Regions from separate parts of the Mus musculus genome. Here region 1 is linked to region 2. The links are chromatin contacts, called in public promoter capture Hi-C maps. All regions are on one chromosome and are shown on one strand. The core of a region is the stretch at or near the end of the contact, and the rest is flanking DNA. Distances in the headings are between cores, read along the strand shown. Region 1 holds the start of Zfp7 (zinc finger protein 7). Region 2 overlaps Arhgap39 (Rho GTPase activating protein 39).

The links. Promoter capture Hi-C pulls out the DNA fragments that hold promoters and counts their contacts.
Region 1: a promoter capture Hi-C map of the HPC-7 cell line shows a contact between it and region 2. A contact is called at or near these places in 5 of 39 promoter capture datasets (the C10 cell line, the HPC-7 cell line, the SN4741 cell line and 2 more), 5 of 130 datasets of targeted methods (the HPC-7 cell line, bone marrow-derived macrophages, embryonic stem cells and 2 more) and 3 of 9 other capture datasets (adipose tissue, liver and pancreatic islet).

The regions. Positions count from the first base shown.
Region 1 is chr15:76,877,820-76,880,997 of GRCm38.p6, forward strand. Zfp7 (zinc finger protein 7) reads left to right here and starts at 1,434. Exons shown (of 5, transcript NM_145916.3): 1 at 1,434-1,534; 2 at 2,920-2,963. The coding sequence starts at 2,961.
Region 2 is chr15:76,797,708-76,801,127 of GRCm38.p6, forward strand. The region is part of intron 1 of Arhgap39 (Rho GTPase activating protein 39); the gene reads right to left. It also overlaps the pseudogene Gm17271. Among named protein-coding and RNA genes, the nearest start is that of Arhgap39, 19 kb to the right of the region's middle.

The DNA.
Region 1 (3,178 bases), core at 184-2,683, 80 kb after region 2:
CATACGGCACACACATATACACATACACCACATACACACATACACAGACACACACACATACATGGCACACACATATACACATATATTATACACACATACACACATGGCACACACATATACACATATACCACACACATACACACATACACGGCACAGACACATACACATATACCACACACACACACACACACACACACAAATAGCACATACACAGCATAGACATTTACACATACATGCACAAACCACAAACATACACACACTCAAGGCACAGACACACACACACACACGCATGTGAATGTGCATACACACTCTCTCCTTTCTCATAGCTCCCTCTTTGCCACTTTCCAAGGACTATATCCTCTCCCCTCACACCCGCTCAGTAGTGCAGATACAATAGGCCCTCTATCCTCCTTGAAACATTTTCTTTATCACCAGTGACTCCATCCTTCACTTAGTTCTGCCAACCTCCCTCTCTCTATGCTAGTGTTTCCTTGTTACTAGAATCTAAAGGCCTAGGCTCTCTGACAGTTGAAGAACATGTTAGGGCAAGGAGAATTGACAGGAAAAAAATCAGGTTTATTCAGTAGCTGGCATTCTTTTTTTTTTTTTTTTTTCTTCGAGACAGGGTTTCTCTGTGTAGCCCTGGCTGTCCTGGAACTCACTCTGTAGACCAGGCTGGCCTCGAACTCAGAAATCCGCTTGCCTCTCCCTCCCAAGTGCTGGGATCAAAGGCATGTGCCACCACTGCCCGGCTAGTAGCTGGCATTCTTGAGAAGTTAAGATGTACTTTCTCCTCAAGACTCTTTTTTTTGTTTGTTTGTTTGTTTTTTCGAGACAGGGTTTCTCTGTGTAGCCCTGGCTGTCCTGGAATTCACTTTGTAGACCAGGCTGGCCTCAAACTCAGAAATCCTCCTGCCTCTGCCTCCCAGGTGCTGGGATTAAAGGCGTACGCCACCACCGCCCAGCTTTTTTTTTTTTTTTTTTTTTGGTTTCTTGAGACAGGGTTTCTCTGTGTAGCCCTGGCTGTCCTGGAACTCACTTTGTAGACCAGGCTGGCCTCGAACCCATAAATCCACCTGCCTCTGCCTCCTGAGTGCTGGGATTAAAGGTGTGCGCCACCACACCCGGCTTCTCCTCAAGACTCTTATCATTAAGGTTCAGGGACCCAAAGGGATTTTTGGTAAGGGAAAGCCTTTGGTAAAGCTTTTTGGGGTTGGTAGTGAGACTGTGGTTGGGTAGGCTCTTTCTCATCAGAAATGCATCCTCTGGCCCCGCCTCCTGGTCGTGCCTGGCCTTCGGTGACCTTCAGCCACACTTCCCGGCCCTGCCTCTCAGTCTCTAGCCCAGCCCTTTATGGGCCGTGACAACTTCTGGCCCCGCCCCCACCCCTGTAACCTGGCGGGGGGCGGAGTTAGAGAACAAACGGGGCGCGCTGGCCAGCGAGCGGAAGTCGCCCGGGTGGGGCACAGTGGGATAAGCTTGCAAAGCCCTTTCCGGTGGCTCTCTTGTTGGGATCCACCACGCGCCGGGGCAGGTGAGTAGGCGCAGTCGCTTTCCTTGTTTTTAGGGCAAGGGACACTTGGCTTTTACTCCCCAAAAGGATGGAAGGCGTGGGCGGCTCGGTGCTGTTGTGAATGCCTGGCCGAAGACGTGATCCCAGCGGAGTAGAATAGCCGAGCATCCCAGCTCTTCTAGCCTGCTCCCGGGCTCCAGTGTTGAACCTGAGCAAGGCTGCTTCCCTCCAGGCCTGGGGCTGGGTGCAACCTCCCTCATTCCTCGTGAGTAATCACTTTCTGGGACTATCTCTTCTCTCATTTCTGCACCTGAATGACCTGGAGTCGGTCACGCCTGCGGACTCAGAAGGCATCTCAGGATTTGCTCTTCTGTATCTGAGACCGCGATTTCCCATTGGTAGTCCAAATGCTGGGGTCTGAGAGGAGAATTCTTTTCTAGTGTTCACTGCTAATTGGCCAGTCTAGCCAGTGGCCAGATACCTGGGCCAAAAGCTACCTGGGAAAGTAGCTTCCTCTCTCCCATTTTGACCTGAAGGTGGGTGTTTGTGTGTGCAAGGAGGGGCCCAAGGGCTTTGGTTTAGCAGAAGGGGACTTCTCGAATCCTTTTTTGTCGTCATCCTTGTGACTTAGGGCAGCTGTAGCTCGTTCTGGAATTTAGGTACAGGTGAACAGGGATTGTTTTCCTTCTGAAGGCCTTTTTTTCTTTTTCCTGGACCTGACTGCTACTGCCTCCAGTTAACTCTTCCTTATCTTCTCTCCTTTGGCTCACACACTGGCTCACTTGGTCCCATTTTCAGATCCTGAAGTGCGTTTCCTACCTCAGCCACCAGCTTGGCCTAGGTCCCTGGGGGAAGGCATCCTTTAAACTTTACCAGCGTTTCTCATTTAAACACTTTACTAGTCCCCCCGTACTTCAGCACTGTTGTTGATGTGATCTTAGTTGTCCTTTCTACTAGATGTCCCATGAAGTCTCCCTCGTTGTTCAGTTGAATGTGTGGCCTATGGCAGCCATTTATTTATTTATTCATTCATTCATTCATTTATTTTTTGGTTTATCGAGACAGGATTTCTCTGAGTAGCATTAACTGTCCTGGAACTCATTCTGTAGATTAGGCTGGCTTCGAACTCAGAGACTAAAGGTGTGTTTTATACACACACACACACAACACACACACACACACACCTGCCGCAGCTGTACATCATGGCTCCAGCCCTTACTCCCACACAACACAGACAAGAAGGCTCAGGAGCTGATATTCAAATATCAGCCTTTGCCCAGTCTGGTGTGTCTGTGCGTCTGGCTTGGGTGGTAAAGAAGCAGTGGGGTACAGAGCCCCTCCAGTCACCCTGGGAACTGGGGAGCTTCCTCCCCTCTGACCTCTGATCTCGTTATGATTTCTCACAGGTGTCTGACTCAGGACAAGCGGATCCCACCCTCCAGATCTCATGGTAGGGAGCCTGGCTGCTGCCTGTATTCCCTCTCCACTCCTGTCAAGCCCCCACATCCTACCCTTTCCACTGGGCCTGATCGCATACCTAGCTTTGACCCTTACTGTGGCTCTGGCCAGGCTGGTCCCTGAGGGGGTGAATAAATGTCCGCCCAGACCAGAGTTTAGCTGTGTCTGTTCAGTGGGGAGGGGCATAAGGTCACTCCTTTGGATTAA
Region 2 (3,420 bases), core at 649-3,148:
GCTGTCTGCAGTGGAGTTGACGCAACCACAGATGCCAACAGATGAGAGCCTCAGCGGCTTGGCGGTCCTGCGGCCTCTGACCTCACTTATCCCTAGCCGCAGCTTCCAAACCAGGGCCATTTCAAGGGACAGTGACACAGTTGCCAAGTTCATTGGAGCTGCGGCTGCTACAGCTGGTGGGGTAGCTGGCTCCGGGGCAGGGATTGGGACTGGTTTTGGAGTCTCATCATTGGCTAGGAACCCTTCTCTGAAGCAACAACTCTTCTCCTACGCGATTCTAGGCTTTGCCCTCTCAGAGGCCATGGGGCTCTTCGCCATGTGACGCAGCCGTCTCTACTTCCAGCTCTCAAGGATGGTTCTTTCGTGTCTCGTCTGCCCTGTACGGTCCTTTTCCTGTACCTCCCCAAGAAGGCTGGGGAAAACGCTTGGCTCAGGTTTGACAGAAAACAAATAAATACTGTAGTAATAAGAAAAAAAAAAGTGATGGAGAAAACTTTGCTCTGTGAATATACTGTGCTGGCCTTTCCAATGCCAAGCAGAACATCCAATCTCTAAGTCTGTGCCTACTTAGGGCATTCTTGAAACATAACTCTCAGACACAGCCGTGCCATCCCTCTCCCTCCTCCTCTCCTTTTCCACTCTCCCTCTCTTTTCTGTTTTTTTTTTTTTTTTTTTTTTTTTTAATCCAGAGTGACCTTGTTATAGGGTTTTGATTATATAGAGCAGTGGTTAGTGGTACCTCTTAAATTTTCAGTAGCTCACGCCCCAGTATTTTTTCTACTTATGCATTTATTAATTCATGTAAAAAATATTTCTTGTGGGGGCTGGAGAGATGGATGGCTCAGGGCTAAGAACACTTGCTCCTGTAGAGGACCCGAGGCTGGCTTCCAGTGCTCATGTGGTGGCTAACTAACTAACTGGCTTTAACTCCTGCTCCAGAGGCGCCAATGCCCCTGCTGGCCTCCAGGACGCGCGGCATTCTCAAGGTGCACAAACCACACGCAAGTAAAACACCCACACACATACAATAAAAACAAAGGGATTTTCAATAAAAATTTGTTGTGCTCATACCAGGCTCTGAGCAGAGAGTGGTGAATAAAACCAGTGTGACCTGCGCCCTTTAAATAAGATAGAGACAATAAGAGGTAAATAGATAATTACAAACTCTGCATATATATATATATATATATATATATGACTGAGAAGATGGTCAGACTCTGAAGGAAGGGAGCTTTATAGTCTGCGGGGGAAGAGACCAGTACCTGGAAAGGGAAGGAGGGTTGTACCCAAGTGCTGCCATAGAGCTTAGAAGCCTGGGAGGGAATGCTAAGATTATAAAGTCGGGGCTGGGAAGATGGCTCCACAGGCACTCTGCCAGAGGACCCAGGTTTGCTTACCAGAACTCACATGGCAGCTCACAACTAATTGTAACTCTAGTTCTAGGGGATATCAGGCCCTCCTCTAACCTTCAAGGGCAATGCACACATGTGGTACACAGACAGATATGCAAGTACAACATCCACACAGATGAAATAAATCTTTTTTAAAAACAAGATTGCAAATTTTATCCTATGAAAAAAGCCACTAAAGCATTCTAAGCAGGAGCTGCATGATACAATTTAAACTATCGACAAGGGCTGATGGGAGAGTCAGCACTTCGCCGACCAGTCTGTCTGCATCCCTCATATGATGACTGGACTGGGGGTGGGGGGCACTATCCCACTCGCGGCAGCCTGGAAGCCAGCAAATGGCCCCTTTATCGGAGCCAAAGGCTGGCCTCAGCCTCCAAGCTGTAGGGCAAGCCAGAGTACAGGCCGCCTGTTCACATCCAGCACAGGCCAGAGGAAGAGCAAACGCACAACCACAGAGTGTGCGCCTGCGCCTGCCCGCTGTGACTGGCGGTCCCTCACCCCTTCGCCTTTCTCTAGAACTTTCCCAGCTACCTCTGGTTCATCTTTCTACAGACCACACCCAGGACTTCCTCCCAGTTTTGTTACCACACTCAAAACAGCAATTCCTTCCCTTTCTCAGCCCACATCCTTCTGAATAATTCATGCATCTCTTAAGCTTTATCTACTCAGAAGGAAAAAGAAAATGGAAATAACCAATCATCCCACAAAGCAGCAGAGTCCTCCATGGATGAGGATTCCATAAAAAAAAAAAAAAAAAATCACTGTGGTCTTGTGCTTCCTTACAGGAAACAGTCTGTATACAGATCCTATGTAACAGTAGCATCCCTTAAATATGCATATAAATGTCCTGCCAGCTCGTGGCGTGAACGCCTCTAATCATATCACTCCAGAGGCAGAAGCAAGTGGGTATCTGTGAGTTCTAGGCCAGCCTGGTCTACACAGTGACTTCCAGGACAACCAAGGCTACATAATAGAAAAGACCGGGCCTCAAAAGTAAAAAAGTAAAATAACAATCCCCCAAATGTCCCAACACTCAGGCTTTTTTATTTTGGGGAAATTTGTGTATGTGTTTGTGTGTGTGTGTGTGTGTGTGTGTGTGTGTGTGTGTGTGTCTTTCTCAGTCTCTGTCTCTATATCTGTCTGTCTCTCTCTCTCTGGCAGGGTCTCACTATATAGCACTCACTGACCTGGAAGTCACTGTATGGACTAGGTTGGCCTTGAACTCACAGAGATCCACTTGCCTCTGCCTAAGTACTGGGATAAGGGTGTGTGCCACCATGCCTGGCTCACTCGTGCTTTCAAACCTTCTTTCTACCATATTATGTTTTGGTATGAATGAGTGTGAACGTGCAAACCCACACATGTCAAGGGTCCACCGTGCAATCTTTCCATGACAGCTCCTTCTGAGAAACACGGAAACCCATACACAGCTCCAAGAGAAAACGCAGCTCTTGATTCACGTTCCACACCCAACCAGCCTGCCTTTGTGTCCAGACACAGGAAGACTGGCACCCTTTACTGCCTAAGGCCCTGCAGCACATCTGCAATGAGATGTGCCAGTAGCACCTCGGGATCAGGACCCTCTACTCTTCAGAGACCCTGAAATGACAATGGCCCACCACATGTACCACACCTCATCTGTGGAGCTGCAGGAGCTCTCAGCAGCACCTTCAGAACATGAGGAAGCTTTAGCTTTCCATCACTATAACGAACTATCCAATCATCGTTACCTTATAGGAACAGAGAATTATTGAGGGTTGGGGATCTGACTCAGTGGGTCAAGTGCTAGCCACACAGGCATGAGAACTTGAGTTCAGAACCTCAGAACCCATAGAAATCTGGATGCCGTAGCATACATCTTTAGTCCCAGTGACCCAGACTCCAGATGGGAAGCAGACAGGAGATTCTCCAACACTGAATGGGTTAGTTAACCTGAAGTGTATAGAGTGAACAAAAGACCCTGTCTCAAAAACAAGGTGCAAAGCATGGAAGACCACCAGAGTTTTCC